Linked DNA regions of Mus musculus: regions 2, 3 and 4 are each linked to region 1. Evidence: chromatin contacts called from public Hi-C, HiChIP or PLAC-seq and promoter capture Hi-C data. All regions are on one chromosome and are shown on one strand. The core of a region is the stretch at or near the end of the contact, and the rest is flanking DNA. Distances in the headings are between cores, read along the strand shown.

What was found. Promoter capture Hi-C pulls out the DNA fragments that hold promoters and counts their contacts. A called contact is a pair of places that touch in the nucleus more often than the background predicts. HiChIP or PLAC-seq counts read pairs in DNA pulled down with a chosen protein or histone mark.
Region 2: a contact with region 1 is called in an H3K27ac HiChIP or PLAC-seq map of trophoblast stem cells, with 3 times the contacts expected there. The contact joins the enhancer-like site here to the promoter of Srek1 in region 1. A contact is called at or near these places in 17 of 39 promoter capture datasets (the 3T3-L1 cell line, 3T3-L1-derived adipocytes, the C10 cell line and 9 more), 3 of 15 datasets of contacts at CTCF or cohesin (the G1E-ER4 cell line, large pre-B cells and pro-B cells), 7 of 484 Hi-C or Micro-C datasets (B cells, the G1E-ER4 cell line, bone marrow-derived macrophages and 4 more), 27 of 115 datasets of contacts at active chromatin or transcription factors (the 230-238 cell line, the NIH/3T3 cell line, SST interneurons and 19 more) and 5 of 9 other capture datasets (adipose tissue, embryonic stem cells, liver and 2 more).
Region 3: a contact with region 1 is called in a Hi-C map of embryonic fibroblasts, with 4 times the contacts expected there. The contact joins the enhancer-like site here to the promoter of Srek1 in region 1. A contact is called at or near these places in 9 of 39 promoter capture datasets (the 3T3-L1 cell line, 3T3-L1-derived adipocytes, embryonic stem cells and 5 more), 1 of 15 datasets of contacts at CTCF or cohesin (the NIH/3T3 cell line), 7 of 484 Hi-C or Micro-C datasets (bone marrow-derived macrophages, cardiomyocytes, cerebellar granule neurons and 4 more), 16 of 115 datasets of contacts at active chromatin or transcription factors (the NIH/3T3 cell line, the SCID.adh cell line, T-cell acute lymphoblastic leukemia and 10 more) and 4 of 9 other capture datasets (adipose tissue, embryonic stem cells, liver and 1 more).
Region 4: a contact with region 1 is called in a promoter capture Hi-C map of 3T3-L1-derived adipocytes, with 7 times the contacts expected there. The contact joins the enhancer-like site here to the promoter of Srek1 in region 1. A contact is called at or near these places in 16 of 39 promoter capture datasets (the 3T3-L1 cell line, 3T3-L1-derived adipocytes, the HPC-7 cell line and 10 more), 2 of 15 datasets of contacts at CTCF or cohesin (the NIH/3T3 cell line and pro-B cells), 20 of 484 Hi-C or Micro-C datasets (the C2C12 cell line, the G1E-ER4 cell line, the N1E-115 cell line and 13 more), 21 of 115 datasets of contacts at active chromatin or transcription factors (the 230-238 cell line, the NIH/3T3 cell line, the SCID.adh cell line and 18 more) and 4 of 9 other capture datasets (adipose tissue, liver, macrophages and 1 more).

The regions. Positions count from the first base shown.
Region 1 is chr13:103,773,057-103,776,131 of GRCm38.p6, forward strand. It overlaps Srek1 (splicing regulatory glutamine/lysine-rich protein 1), which reads right to left and starts at 1,552. Exons shown (of 12, transcript NM_001361085.1): 1 at 1,243-1,552. The coding sequence starts at 1,403. It overlaps Gm52054 (a long non-coding RNA gene), which reads left to right and starts at 1,561. Exons shown (of 4, transcript XR_003950659.1): 1 at 1,561-1,980.
Region 2 is chr13:104,081,157-104,084,231 of GRCm38.p6, forward strand. The region is part of intron 1 of Nln (neurolysin (metallopeptidase M3 family)); the gene reads right to left. Among named protein-coding and RNA genes, the nearest start is that of Nln, 27 kb to the right of the region's middle. Within about 2 kb of position 1,520, at least 28 of the 459 cell types and tissues checked have an H3K27ac peak or open chromatin away from gene starts, as enhancers often do. A contact at or near this core is called in trophoblast stem cells, where this site is marked.
Region 3 is chr13:104,060,823-104,063,897 of GRCm38.p6, forward strand. Nln (neurolysin (metallopeptidase M3 family)) reads right to left here. Exons shown (of 13, transcript NM_029447.2): 4 at 923-1,030. Among named protein-coding and RNA genes, the nearest start is that of Gm30967, 24 kb to the left of the region's middle. Within about 2 kb of position 1,624, at least 29 of the 459 cell types and tissues checked have an H3K27ac peak or open chromatin away from gene starts, as enhancers often do. A contact at or near this core is called in T-cell acute lymphoblastic leukemia, embryonic fibroblasts and embryonic limb bud, where this site is marked.
Region 4 is chr13:104,039,588-104,042,662 of GRCm38.p6, forward strand. All of the region lies in intron 9 of Nln (neurolysin (metallopeptidase M3 family)), which reads right to left. It overlaps Gm30967 (a long non-coding RNA gene), which reads left to right. Exons shown (of 3, transcript XR_873894.3): 2 at 2,069-2,226. Among named protein-coding and RNA genes, the nearest start is that of Gm30967, 3.2 kb to the left of the region's middle. Within about 2 kb of position 1,649, at least 123 of the 459 cell types and tissues checked have an H3K27ac peak or open chromatin away from gene starts, as enhancers often do. A contact at or near this core is called in 3T3-L1-derived adipocytes, the C2C12 cell line, the G1E-ER4 cell line and 12 more, where this site is marked.

The DNA.
Region 1 (3,075 bases), core at 302-2,801:
CTTTTCTTATCTTTTGTTTTGTTTTTTGAGACAGTTTCTCTCACCCAGAAAGCACTGGCCACCAGGGTGGGCTTGAACTCAAGAGATCCCTGGCTCTGCCTTCTAGAGTGCTGGGATTAAGGCGCCTGGCAACGCGCCCAGCTAGAATAAATGAAAATTTAATAATCACCTGCACCAAGTGAAAAGAATACTGATAGGCAGTCACTGTTTTATTTCAACTTTTTTGAATGCATAACATTAAATAGTCACATCCGTAAGAAATCAATTTGTAGCCATTCTGCTACTTACAGAGAGTAGAGAGATATATTGTTCTGTGTGCATGACTATGAAATAAGCCAAAATCTTTTCCCAAAAAAATCGTGGACAACTTTTCCTTCAAATAATTTTAGCATAAAGAACAAAATACCGTGGCCCTTAGTATTTTCTTAAAGTTTATGAGTGTGAGAATGTTACGAACGGTAAAACCATTACAAGTTATCCGATTAGTGAATACTGCATAAGGGAAATTTACCACTTCAAGTACACTGCCTAAGAAGCGAGCGCTGGATTTTAAACACATGTACACAGTAGTGATAATTCTGCACCGATTTATACTTTTTGAAACGTCTGAGCCAGCGTGACCTTCTTGGAGAAGGAAAATTCAGGCTGTTGCCAAAAGGAGAGATTGACGTGATCTTTAAGATCGTGAATATGGGCTCGGTTAGAAAAACCAAAACGATGGTAAATGTCTAAGATCACCCCGGAGAACAAAAACAGCCCCGATTCCATGTTGTCATCCGCTCGCTCCCTCAGCAGCGCTAGCAGCCTGACATTAAGACCTAGAGGTCCGGGCGTTGGCGTTGCTGGCGTTCTCCACGATTCTCCCAGTGCAAAAAAAAAAAAAAAAAAAAGAAACGTTATAGGCATTTGCCATGAGGACTGTCGCCGGCCCACCTGCGGCCATCTTAAGTTCGGGGGAAACCAAAGGCCCGGGGCACCCAACTCGAAGGCCGGGCATCAACCACAGTCCCGGAGGCTCGAGAGAGGAAGGCACCCCTAAGTCCTCTGCAGGAACCCCGCGTGGAGCTCAATTAACAAAACCTCACCGCGGAGAGGCCCCGCGGCCGGCCGGGTGCCCTCATCAAACATGGCCGCCTAGGGAAGCGCGCCGTCACGTGACGCCCGCGCTCGCCCCGTGCCTCCCTCGGCGCCCGAGGTCTGGATGGCGGCGCGCCCCTCCCCCCGCCGGGCTCCAGCACTCACTCTGGGGGGTAGAGCCGTAGCTCCTCGATTTCTCCTAGGAAGGAAAAGAGCGTCCTCATCTGCTCGCTGGTCACCGCCGACGAGAGGTTCGTCACCTGAATCACCGTCGTAGGGAAGAGGCCGAAGCCTAAGCCCAAGCCGAAGCCGCCGCCGCTGTTCATCCCGGCCTCGCTGCTGCTGCCTTCCCGCTCCCCAACGTCCACGACGCGTCAGCGACGGAGCCTGGGAAGCAGAGGCGCGCGGCCGCGAGCGCGCTCCCGAGAGCTAATCCTCCGCGCCCGGGCACGTCTAGCCGCCCATCGCGCAACTCTCCTGCTCCGGGGGCTGCGCGCGCCGGCCGGAAGCGTCGCCCTGGCAACGCGGCGGCTCCCCGCGGGTCCTGGCGGCCGCAGCCCTGGGGTCAGGTCGCCGGGACTGTTGCTAGGCGTCACTAGGTCTTCAGAGAGGTTTACCTGCTGCTGCAGTGAGGGTTGCGGAGGTTGTGCCTACAAACTCCATCACTTCTCGATGCTTCTGTCAGTTAAGCAGCTCGGCTCTTTCTCCACATCAGGCGGAGGAACCCAGAGGCCTGGGCTGCAGTGGTAAAGGGACAATGACATCTGGACATTATACATTAATACCTGACCAAACAATAGCTTCATTATTAAATACAGGCTGCAACCCCGCTTAACCTATTTTCAAAATTGGCAGGCACCCTGATTATGAGAATTCTTGGAAATTTTCACACCAATTATGGAGGTTAGGGTAAATGAGTGAATGAAAGGCTTTGCTGTCAATTTATAACATGCAATTTATTTACTAGCGGGCCCTAATATCTATACTTTTAGACAAAGGCAGGTAAAAGACACAAACTGTCTACATGCAACTTGCACCTTAATACTGCGCAATCATTTTCAACCAGAGCAGCTATATCCAAAGTTCATGGTTCAAGTCCATTCCTGTGGGCCCACAATATAAAAACTTATTGGGGTCCTGGAGTTGCTCTACAAAGCACACAAACATCAAACTCAGTTAAACAGGGATGGTTTATATAACTCACACCACAAGCCTGATGGACCAGGGCAACAGCTCAAAAAGCTGAGCGCTGGATATTTCTTAATGGCCATCTTCTAAAGGTTAAAACCGCTCAAACCACAGTGGGCTCCAATGCAGGTGCTGGAAGGGCTGCCTGGTAGTCAGCCCTCACTCAAGCCATTTTAGACGTGACAGTTTATATTGACCTTTAATTTGATGGGTCCTACATGAAGCCTACAGTTGTGGAATTTCTTAAGATTAACAAACCTCATAACACACAGAACAGAACAGGGTATGTGATCAGCATGACTCTGTTCTGAGTCAAGTTATTTTTCTGTGTCAATGACTGGCAGGCACACTACAGCAACATATGAAGTAGCTAGCAGACATGGAACGAAATGGCTACAGCTATGCTGGGGGAGGGAGACCCCAACACATGTACTAATTATTAAGACTTTGTTGCCACAGGGCGGTGGTGGTGCAAGCCTTTGATCCCAGCACTTGGGAGGCAGAGGCAGGTGGATTTCTGAGTTCGAGGCCAGCCTGGTCTACAGAGTGAGTTTCAGGACAGCCAGGGCTACACAGAGAAACCCTGTCTCAAAAAAACAAAAGAAGAAAAACAAAAACAAAAAGACTTTGTTGCTCTTTTCACCTTTGTTCTGATGGTCTTAAAGCAACAGTAGAAATGAGGGTGTAGTTACATTGGTAAATGTTTGCCTTGCTTACTTGAAAGCCCAGTGTTGAGACATTAGACCCGAAACTGGCATAAACCTGTAATCTCAGCACTGGGGAGATCAATGGATGGACAGATGGATGATG
Region 2 (3,075 bases), core at 270-2,769, 310 kb after region 1:
ACAAACAGACAGACAGACAGACAGACAGACAGACACACACACACACACACACACACACACACACAGCTCTGCCCTGCCCTGCCCTGTCTGAAGAGGGCAGAAGAGGGAGCGGATCCCCTGGAGCTGTAGTTACAGGTAGTTTGTGAGTGGCCTGATTGGGTCTTGAGAACTAAACTCATCCTCTGCAAGAACAGTCCATACTATTAGCCTTTGAACCACCTCTCTAGCACTCTCAAAAGCATTTTTTTTTTCTGAAATAGGATGGCCTGTAACTTATGTAGAAGAGGCTAGCCTGGAACTCACAAAGATCCACTTGCCTTTCCTGCTTGCCTTTTAATATTGAAGGTGTGCACCATTATAGCTGACAATGTACGTGTGGAAGTCGGTGGGAACTTGTCGAGGTTGGTCCATTCTTTCCAACATGTGAGTTTTAGGAATCAAACTCAGGTCATGAGGCTTGGTGGCAAGCTCCTTTTTCCCTAGCTATCTCACTAGGCCCTTCAACTTGTTCCTTCATGCCATCCATTCTGTCCCTAACCCCAGAGTTTTGTGCCCTGATGCACCTCTCTCTAAGCTTCCCTTCCCCCAACTGTACCACAGAGAACTTCTTTTCCCCCTGTGTCCTAACAGAAGCTGGCTACTGTGATTTAGATTGACTCTTTTGTTTCTTTAGACATGGTTTCTCTAAGTGGTCCAAGCTAGCTTGGATCTTGCTATGTTGCCCAGGCTAGCATCAGATTCATGATCTTCCTGCCTTAGCCTTCCAAGGGCCCTTACAGCCTTACCCCAAGTGGGGTTCAGGCACGTGCCATCTCGCCAGGCTGTCACATGGGTCTTAAATGTTGCCCCAATCTGATAGCCTAGTCTCTAAAGCCATGGTGCTGCTGGGGAGTTGGGAAGCCTTCAGGAGATAGCCCTAGGGAGGGAGGTGAGTGGATGGGATGTGATGGCTAACACCGACTGTCACGTTGACAACCTCTACAACCTCACAGCTTGTCTGAGACTATTAGGTTAAATTGACTGTGGTGAGATGACCCACACTAAACACAGGAGGTACCATTCCATGGCTGGGGTCCCAGTCTGCATATGAAGGAGAAAGCAAGATGAGTACCACCAGCATTAACCACTCTGCATCTTGGGTGTAGATGCAGTGTGGCCAGCCACCCCCCTCCTGCTGCTGTGATGGCTCCCCTACCTAGGACTGTGAGCCAAAATAAATCCTTCCTTCTTTACCTGCCTCCGTTGGGTGTTAGTCCTGGTAGCACAAGAAGTGATCAACACAGGGAGCTGCCCTTCAGCCCCTGACTCTCTCTTCTTCCCAGCCTCCCTGAGGTAGACAGACCTCCCCGGGCACACACCAGCTATGATGTGCTTGTGCTGTGAGAGGCCACAGTAACAGGTCAACACTAGGGACCGAAACTTCTGACCCTGTGAACCAAAACTGAGCTTCCCTCCTTTGATCCTGCGAGCCTCGGTGCTTTGTCATAGTGACAGAGGTGACAAGCACACCTGGATTCCTGAGGACTGGGTTGTTCCACCCACCAATGAAGTGACTCATTCTCTCAAGTTCCTTATGCAACCAGACCTCTACAAGATGTAGTCTTTTAGACCTTTGAGGCGGCTTCCCCGGTCATCCTCCTGATCTTCCCAGGCTGCTGCTTTCCGGCTCTGTCCCTCACCAGCTCTCTGTTGCTGTCATCCCCCAGCCTCTGACCTCTGCTCTAAGACTAGGTCACAGAGACTTACCCCCCACCCTAAAAAGATTTATTCTAGGAAAGACTTTACTCATCTTGTGCCTGCTTGTGTATCACATGTGCATCGTGCCGGCATAAACCAGAAGTGGGTGCTGGAGCTCTGGAGCTGGAGCTCGAGTCCTCTGGAAGAACAGTACACACTCTTAACCTCTGAGTCCTCTCCTGGCCTCCAGTCTTCTCCATCTTAAACTCTGTGGCCATGCTGAAGAGTTTCAGGGAGGCGGATGACCTTCAGTTTCATCTTTGTGATCTGCCTTACCCTAAGAACGCTCATGTGCACTATTCTCACCACCACTCAGAGACGCTCTCAGAGAGGATAAGAGCAGCCCGCTCTTTACCATAACCTCCTCTCTTCCCACCTCTGAGTTGCACTGATGCTCCACCGTATCCCTTACACCTTCACTCTGTGCACCCCTGCACTTCCTCAGCCCGCCTGGCTTCTCTGACATGTTACCCTTAGGCCTGGCTGTTTGCAGTACTTTCCAGGCCCCACTCTGGCCTTTCTGTACCTACATTTAGCTCAAGAGGTTGAATGGGAAGAGCTTGCTCAGAACTGCCACTGCCACGCAGCTATGTTCCAGGTATCTAGCAGCACAGATTTCCTTGTTCAAATGGCTCCCCGAGCCTGTTTTCTTAGAAATGAACAGCACGGTGGGTATATGCACATCCTAGACTAAGGGTGGCCGTCAGGAGGAAACAGTGCAGTTGGAGTGTGGACATACAGTGGGGTCATCCCCACATGTAGGGGCCCTGTATAAGAGCTGTCCTGGTGAGCTTCTACAAGTACTCCTGCCCCTGGTGCAAGAACATTAACATTAAACCTCACCTGTCCATTCAACTATCTTTCATTAAAATCCAGCTGCGAATCCTTTTGCAATTCACCTTAACAACCCTGCTCAAGACCACATAGCCAGCTACCGTCTCTGTCCTTACACTCAGGTGATCACACTGAGCTATGGCTTTCCTTCTATCATATCTGTGTCTCACTTGAACTGGATTTTAATTAACTTAGAATTCATCCGTAAAAGTCTGTCTCCAATTCCGCACACCACCTTGAACCTGACCAGTTCCCTGTCTTTCTCCTCTGTTGATGGCTCTCCTGGATGTTTCCTCACCGTGACCACAGAAGGAAAGCTCCTATTATAAGCACAGCCACTTGCTTCATTCTACCCCTCCCCACCTCACAAGTTGAATAGGCACCCATCTTGGCTAACACCCATTTCTTGCTCTGGGCTCTGGCCTCATCCAGCTCACTCTATGGATCTCATCTTACAGTTCCTTTGGACTGGCTCTTCACACACATACATAGACTCAGTGTCTT
Region 3 (3,075 bases), core at 374-2,873, 290 kb after region 1:
TGATCTATCTCTGTGAGATCAAGAGAGGGAGAAAACAACCGGCCACTGAAATATGAAATTTCAATTTTAAGAATATGAAATATAGTAAAGGAAATAAGCCTGATACATATAAAATAAACAAAACATGGAGGGGATTAAAGAACCATAGCATTGCCAGGCATGGTGACACACATCTGTAATCCCGGCTCTCGGGCAAAGACAGAAGCAGAGGTGGAGGCAAAAAAGCAGAGGCAGAGGCAGGTGAATCTCTGAGTTCTAAGCCAGTCTGGTCTACTTAGCAAGTTCCAGGTCAAATAGAACTATATAGTTCCTGTTTTAAAATGAGTGTGTGTGTGTGTGTGTGTGTGTGTGTATGTGAGAGATTTGTAAGTTGTTTAGTTACTAATGAGGTTAGCATAAGTTTTAATAGTTGAATCAGGGGCTGGGGAGATGGCTTAGTGGTTGAGAGAGCTTACAGCTCTTCCAGAGAACCCTTGTTCAGTTCCCAGCACCCATACTAGACAGCTAACAACCACTGCTATAATTGTAGTTCCAGGGCACCAGAATCTCTTTTTGGGGCCCTGTAGGTATCAGCACACACACATTTAGACTCACAGACATACATATAAAACATACATACATATAAAAACATACATATAAAACAAATCTTTAAAAGAAGAAAAGTAAAAGCATCAAATATCATAAATGGATTTTTTTAAGTATGGGCTATCCTATTAAAACTCATCTCTTTGCCTACTTGTTGGTTCTTGGTGCATTTTTTTTCCTTTTTCTCCTCAAATAAGAGAATGACGGACAGACGAGGGTTATATGTGTGAGAGAGTAATCAGAATGCATCTTACACATACACAAAACTGTCAACAAACAACCTACTAATACTTACTATAAAACTTAGTAATAAAAAAATAAAAAGAAAGAAACTCACATTTTTTACGTGTTCTGGAAGATGGAGTCCATTCCTTTTCCCCATTTTAATTGATTTTTCCAAGTATCGCCTGGCCTCAGGCTTTATCTTCTCCAAATCGCACGTTTCCTTAAATTAACAAGCATGTCAGCTATTTCTGTTGTAATAGCACACAAGCAAACAATCAACTCCCAGGCCAAAGCCAATGTACTGCATCCATCATCTCTGTGGGGCCATGAAGCACAGGTGACTGTGGGGCAGGCCCTATTAAAGACCTAATTCCTTTTATGCTTTGGTGAGCTTCTGCTAATTTAAAACAGAAATATTCAATAAATAAGAGGCCATGCACACTAGCCTTGCCCTGCCTCAGAGCTAAGAGTGCTGGGGTGGGGTGGGGGGGTTGGGGGAGGCTGTGCTAATGGGCACATTTGCATAGTCTCCTTCTGAGCAGCCTGCATGACCCAGGCACAGTTCTTACTGCAAATCATCTGGATTTAATTGTCTATCAGTCGTTAACCTGGTTCCCCTTGAGATGCAGGAAGAGAAATAATGGGGTGAACTCTGCACAAATGCTGGGTAAGAAGACTCTCTTGCCAAAATACCAAACAAGGACAGTTGGATAAAACTCCAGCAAAAGGCTCCAATACTTCAAAAGCGCCTTCCTGTCACTTGGCAAGGGAGATCAAGGGACTACAGCAGGCTGCACATGAACAAGTAAGTATCTGGTAAAAATGAGTCAGCACCCCAGTAAAACACAAGGAAAGCTGCTAGCCTCCAAAGGACAGAAGGTCCTGGAGGGGGCTGGAAAATTCCCACAGCCAAGACAATAAAAATCCAAAAATCCAAAGGAAGTCACAGGATATGTGGTGTGTATCTAAGGTGGCTGGTCAGCTCATGGTCCCTGGGAGGAAATGTGACTCCAGACAGACTCAGCAGGTACAAAAGACTCACTTTGGCTGAGGGACAATGGCAGCCTTCTGTCACTGGAGCTTACAGGCCTCCTGTCAGTTGGACATTTTCTCCATGGAAGACCAGGGCCATCCAGATCTGAGTGTTCCAAATTTCCCAACTGATTAGGTTTTTAATGAATGGTGTTTAGTTTTAGAAATGGCATTTGAGATGGCCGATGACAGGGAGGTAAACAGAGCTGCGTTTCAATCAGTGAGACTCAGAACAGAAACAGTACTTCACACTGCCTACCACGAAACAATCGGTGTCACAGAGCTACAACACTCCCAACGTTACTCAACCTTCCACCAGTGTATTCTCAGCAGAGGGTAAGAACGGTTAAACTCCTTTTTCCATTATAATCTCCCTTTGTGCCTCTGTGGAACTGTGAGTTTGTGGGCAAGATTGGAGTTGAAACCCTCCTGAGATGGCTTTGGCAATTACTGGGATCCAGCAGCAGGTATCTGGGAAGAAACCCAAAATGTCTAGGGAGACAACCTGGCTAGGCACTAGCTCCCGCAGGGATGGCGAACAGTTCAAATCACAACGTTCATATGGATGTCATTAACTGGAGCTCGTCTAGTCAGTTCCAATAGCGCCGGGAAGTCTGTCCTGAGGTGTGAGTGTGGCGACAGGAGTCTCTATGGTATGACATCGTAAGGCTTGGGGGTGGGTGGGGAGTATCTAGGCCATAACCACGTGCAGTATGGTAAGCAGAGTTTAGCAAGAGCTGGGTTTATTGCTAAGGATCTAGGAGGCTGAGATACACAGCAGAGAGCTGGCCTTGAGCTGAGGCAAACATTTGGTTCTGAGCTGGGAACAACGGCTAATCCCACTGTCTCATTAGCCAGTTGAGTGGCACTCATAGCTCCTCCATGGCTGTGCACATGCTTACGGTAGGTCCCCACGGTAGGTAGACACAATTCCCTTCTGTATCTACAGGAAGGCACTCAACAACATAAGAGTAACATTCGCAGTCTACATCAAGATGAAAACCACACACTCTCAAAGCGAGGGACACAAGTGCACACAGGTAAAAGGATAGTCTGTGGGAAACTGACTTCAAATTGGTCTAATGCAACCATCACTAACTAGCACACTGGGAAACTGAACCACAAAAATGACACTGAACAAAAGTCTGACTCAGTAACAAGACCCCCGCTTGCCACTCAGTTGCTGAGGTCTCTGGCAGACTCCATGGCCTGTGGGAAGACTGAGGCACTTCT
Region 4 (3,075 bases), core at 399-2,898, 270 kb after region 1:
TCAAGGGCAGAACAGGAGGCTGAGGTACACAAGGTTAAGCTGTGCACTGTCTATCCCAAAGCAGTAATGCTAAATACACGGTTTTATGAAGCATAGTGCTTGAACAGATACGAGCAGTGCAAACAAGGGAAAATCAAGCCATCAGCTACCCTCATACAACAAGACAAAATCAGCAGCCTCGTGATTCTTGCTTGTGTGAAGATTTCCATGAAGGCAACGCAGACACACAAAATCTGGGGGAAGGGTCTACACGCGTGTACACACACACACACACACACACACACACACACACACACACACACTGGGGGAAGGGTCTGCTCAGTATCCAGGAAAAAAAAAAAACATGAACAAATGAGTAACTCATGAGTTAGAGCCAAAATTGGACAACTAAGAAGCAACACAATTACGTCACCAGCGTGAAGAAGAGAGGGCCTATTCTCCCTAAGTCTGCTAGTGGGGCAGAACACTGCCAATGAATGAACAGATCAACAATGTTCTCTAGAGAACAAAAGGAAATGTTTGCAAGGAAGGAGTAAAAGTTAAAAATAGCTCGCCTGCTTACAGATTTCCCAAAAGTCAGCCATGCTGCGCCTTTGTGAACCCTTTGGGCAACATCATTTAAATATTTTTCACATGAAGACAAAAAAAAATCTACAAAATTCAAAAGCTCAATTTCCAGCAAACCAGGAAACTCCTAAGCCAAAGGATACCATAGTCAGCATAGACACGGAAATGGGGACTTTGGCTTTGCAGTGTGAGGGGGCCTCCTGCGCAGGACTGTGGAGTGGGTGGCTGAACTGGCACTCACAAGCGACTATACCACTTCCCAGGTTTAGAGTCCTAGAGTGATTCCCTACGTAGTTCTCAGCATCATCAGTTTGGGGATGTTAAACATAATAAAAGCTAGCAATGCTCATCTATCTTCCAGATAAAGCTAAGTGTGAAGCCACACGACAACCCAATGGGCAAATCAGAGCACACTTCTTGCAGAAAATGTTTGATCATGGGAGCCTAAAAAAATATGGTTAACTTCTGTTTCGATGGGGAATTTTGAAAGGAAGTTACTTTTCTTTCTGGTTTTTGGTTTTACTTGTTTAAGATTCATTCTGTGCATGTGGGTGTTTGCCTGTATGCATATACACAGACGTGCATACCTGGTGTGCATGGAGGCTGGTAGGCTTGGATCTCCTGGACCTGGAGGTATAGATGGTTATGGCTGCCATGTGGGTGTGGGGAACTGAACCTGGGTCCTCCCCAAGAGCAACTTTTTTTTTTAACTACTGAGCTGCCTTTCCAACTCTTAAATATGAGTCTTTGTGTTACTATCTCCCAAATAGACATTAGGATGCCTAAAATCTATTCCATTGCAGATTTAAAACCTATGTCTTGCTGATGTAGAGATTAATGTTTAAGCTTACACAGTAGAGTCAAATGACACAAACGTAACTAAATTTGTCATGTGAGCCCTTTTAACTCTTAAGCACTACAGGTTGTTAGTATCGAATTAAGAGACCAACTCCTTTTACTGGTTATAACTGTGGTTCCTTTTTATGATAAAAAAAAAAAAACTCCAAAGCAGAGCAAAGGCAACTGTTGGAATGAGTCAGCACAACATGCCTAAGACAGTGACAGCCCTCCGGAGAAGAGACCTTGGCTGACTCATGGGGCCAACTGCTGATTTAATAGCACGAAGTCCAGATCCTGATGTGTCTGATCTACCCCACATTGAAGGCTAATGAGAAGTTCAGGTCACAAAGCAAGGCACTAAAAACAAGTGGCCACTATTTACTAGACTTTCCTGTCACTAGATGGGTAAGAAGTCACGGTTTTATCTTTGAACATATCTAGGCATCACTGGAAAAAAATAACAGTAACAAAGAAGATGTGAGAAACGGTTCATCTTTTCTTAGTCTTCACTGCAGCCCTGCACTTGAGCAGGTCGGTGTCTGAGGACAGGAAGAAACACAATTTGGGAAAGTCTTGAATATCACAACTGAACTTCACGGGTTTGCCTTCAGGCTACCTACGCTGTCCTAACTAGGCACTTACTTAAACTGCTCCTTTTCAGATAAGAACAAAAGTTCCACTTAACCTTGATGCTGAGTCAGAGAGAGCTTGGCTTACCATCCTATGCCCGACAGCCCAGCACATGCCCAGGGGATGCCCCGCTCAAGGTCTGTGCACTGAGGTGTGAGAAGAATGTGCGCTGTGGAGAACCTAACTGAGGTAACTCAGAGACAGCTTCTCTTAGACTCCACCTGACCTATCGCCTGCCTCATGTCTTTCCTCTATGTTCTTTGAGTGCTTAACATTTTACTTGTCTCACCTCTACTGACTTTCCGCTTTTAGATTCTTGCCTTTCATGTCCTTGAATCCTAAAAATCCAAAGCACTCTAACTTATTTTGAATTCTATCCTACCATTCTTTGTACACCGTGCAAGGAGATAATCAATAATTCTGCTTTAAAAAAATCACCTGCGCATTCTTCGTCTTCAGAAAAAAACCTTTCTCTTATTAGAAAGATAAAATACTTCAGGGGCTGGAGCGACTGGAGAGTGGGTAAGAGAACTGACTCGTTGTTCTTCCAAAAGGTCAGTTCCGAGGATCATGTTGAGGGCTCACAACCACCTGGATAGCTCCAAGGGATCTGATGCCCTCGTCTGGCTTCCACTGGCATCCATAATCATAAAGACAGACACGTAAAAGTCATCCTTTAGAAAGCTAAAAAAGTATATATAAAAGTTGCAGCGTACAAAAGAAATGAGCAACTTCCCAAACACGCATTATACACATGCACACTTTGGTTTATGTTAGCATTTATTCTATGTTAACATATATGTACATACTTATACACAGATTAAAAAAAAACAAAACAAAGCTGGGCGTGGTGGCGCATGCCTTTAATCCCAGCACTGGGGAGGCAGAGGCAGGAAGATTTCTGAGTTCGAGGCCAGCCTGGTCTACAAAGTGAGTTCCAGGACAGCCAGGGCTACACAGAGAAACCCTATCTCGAAAAACAAAAACAAGCAAACAAAACAAACAAAACAAAACAGAACAGAACAAAACAATAGAACA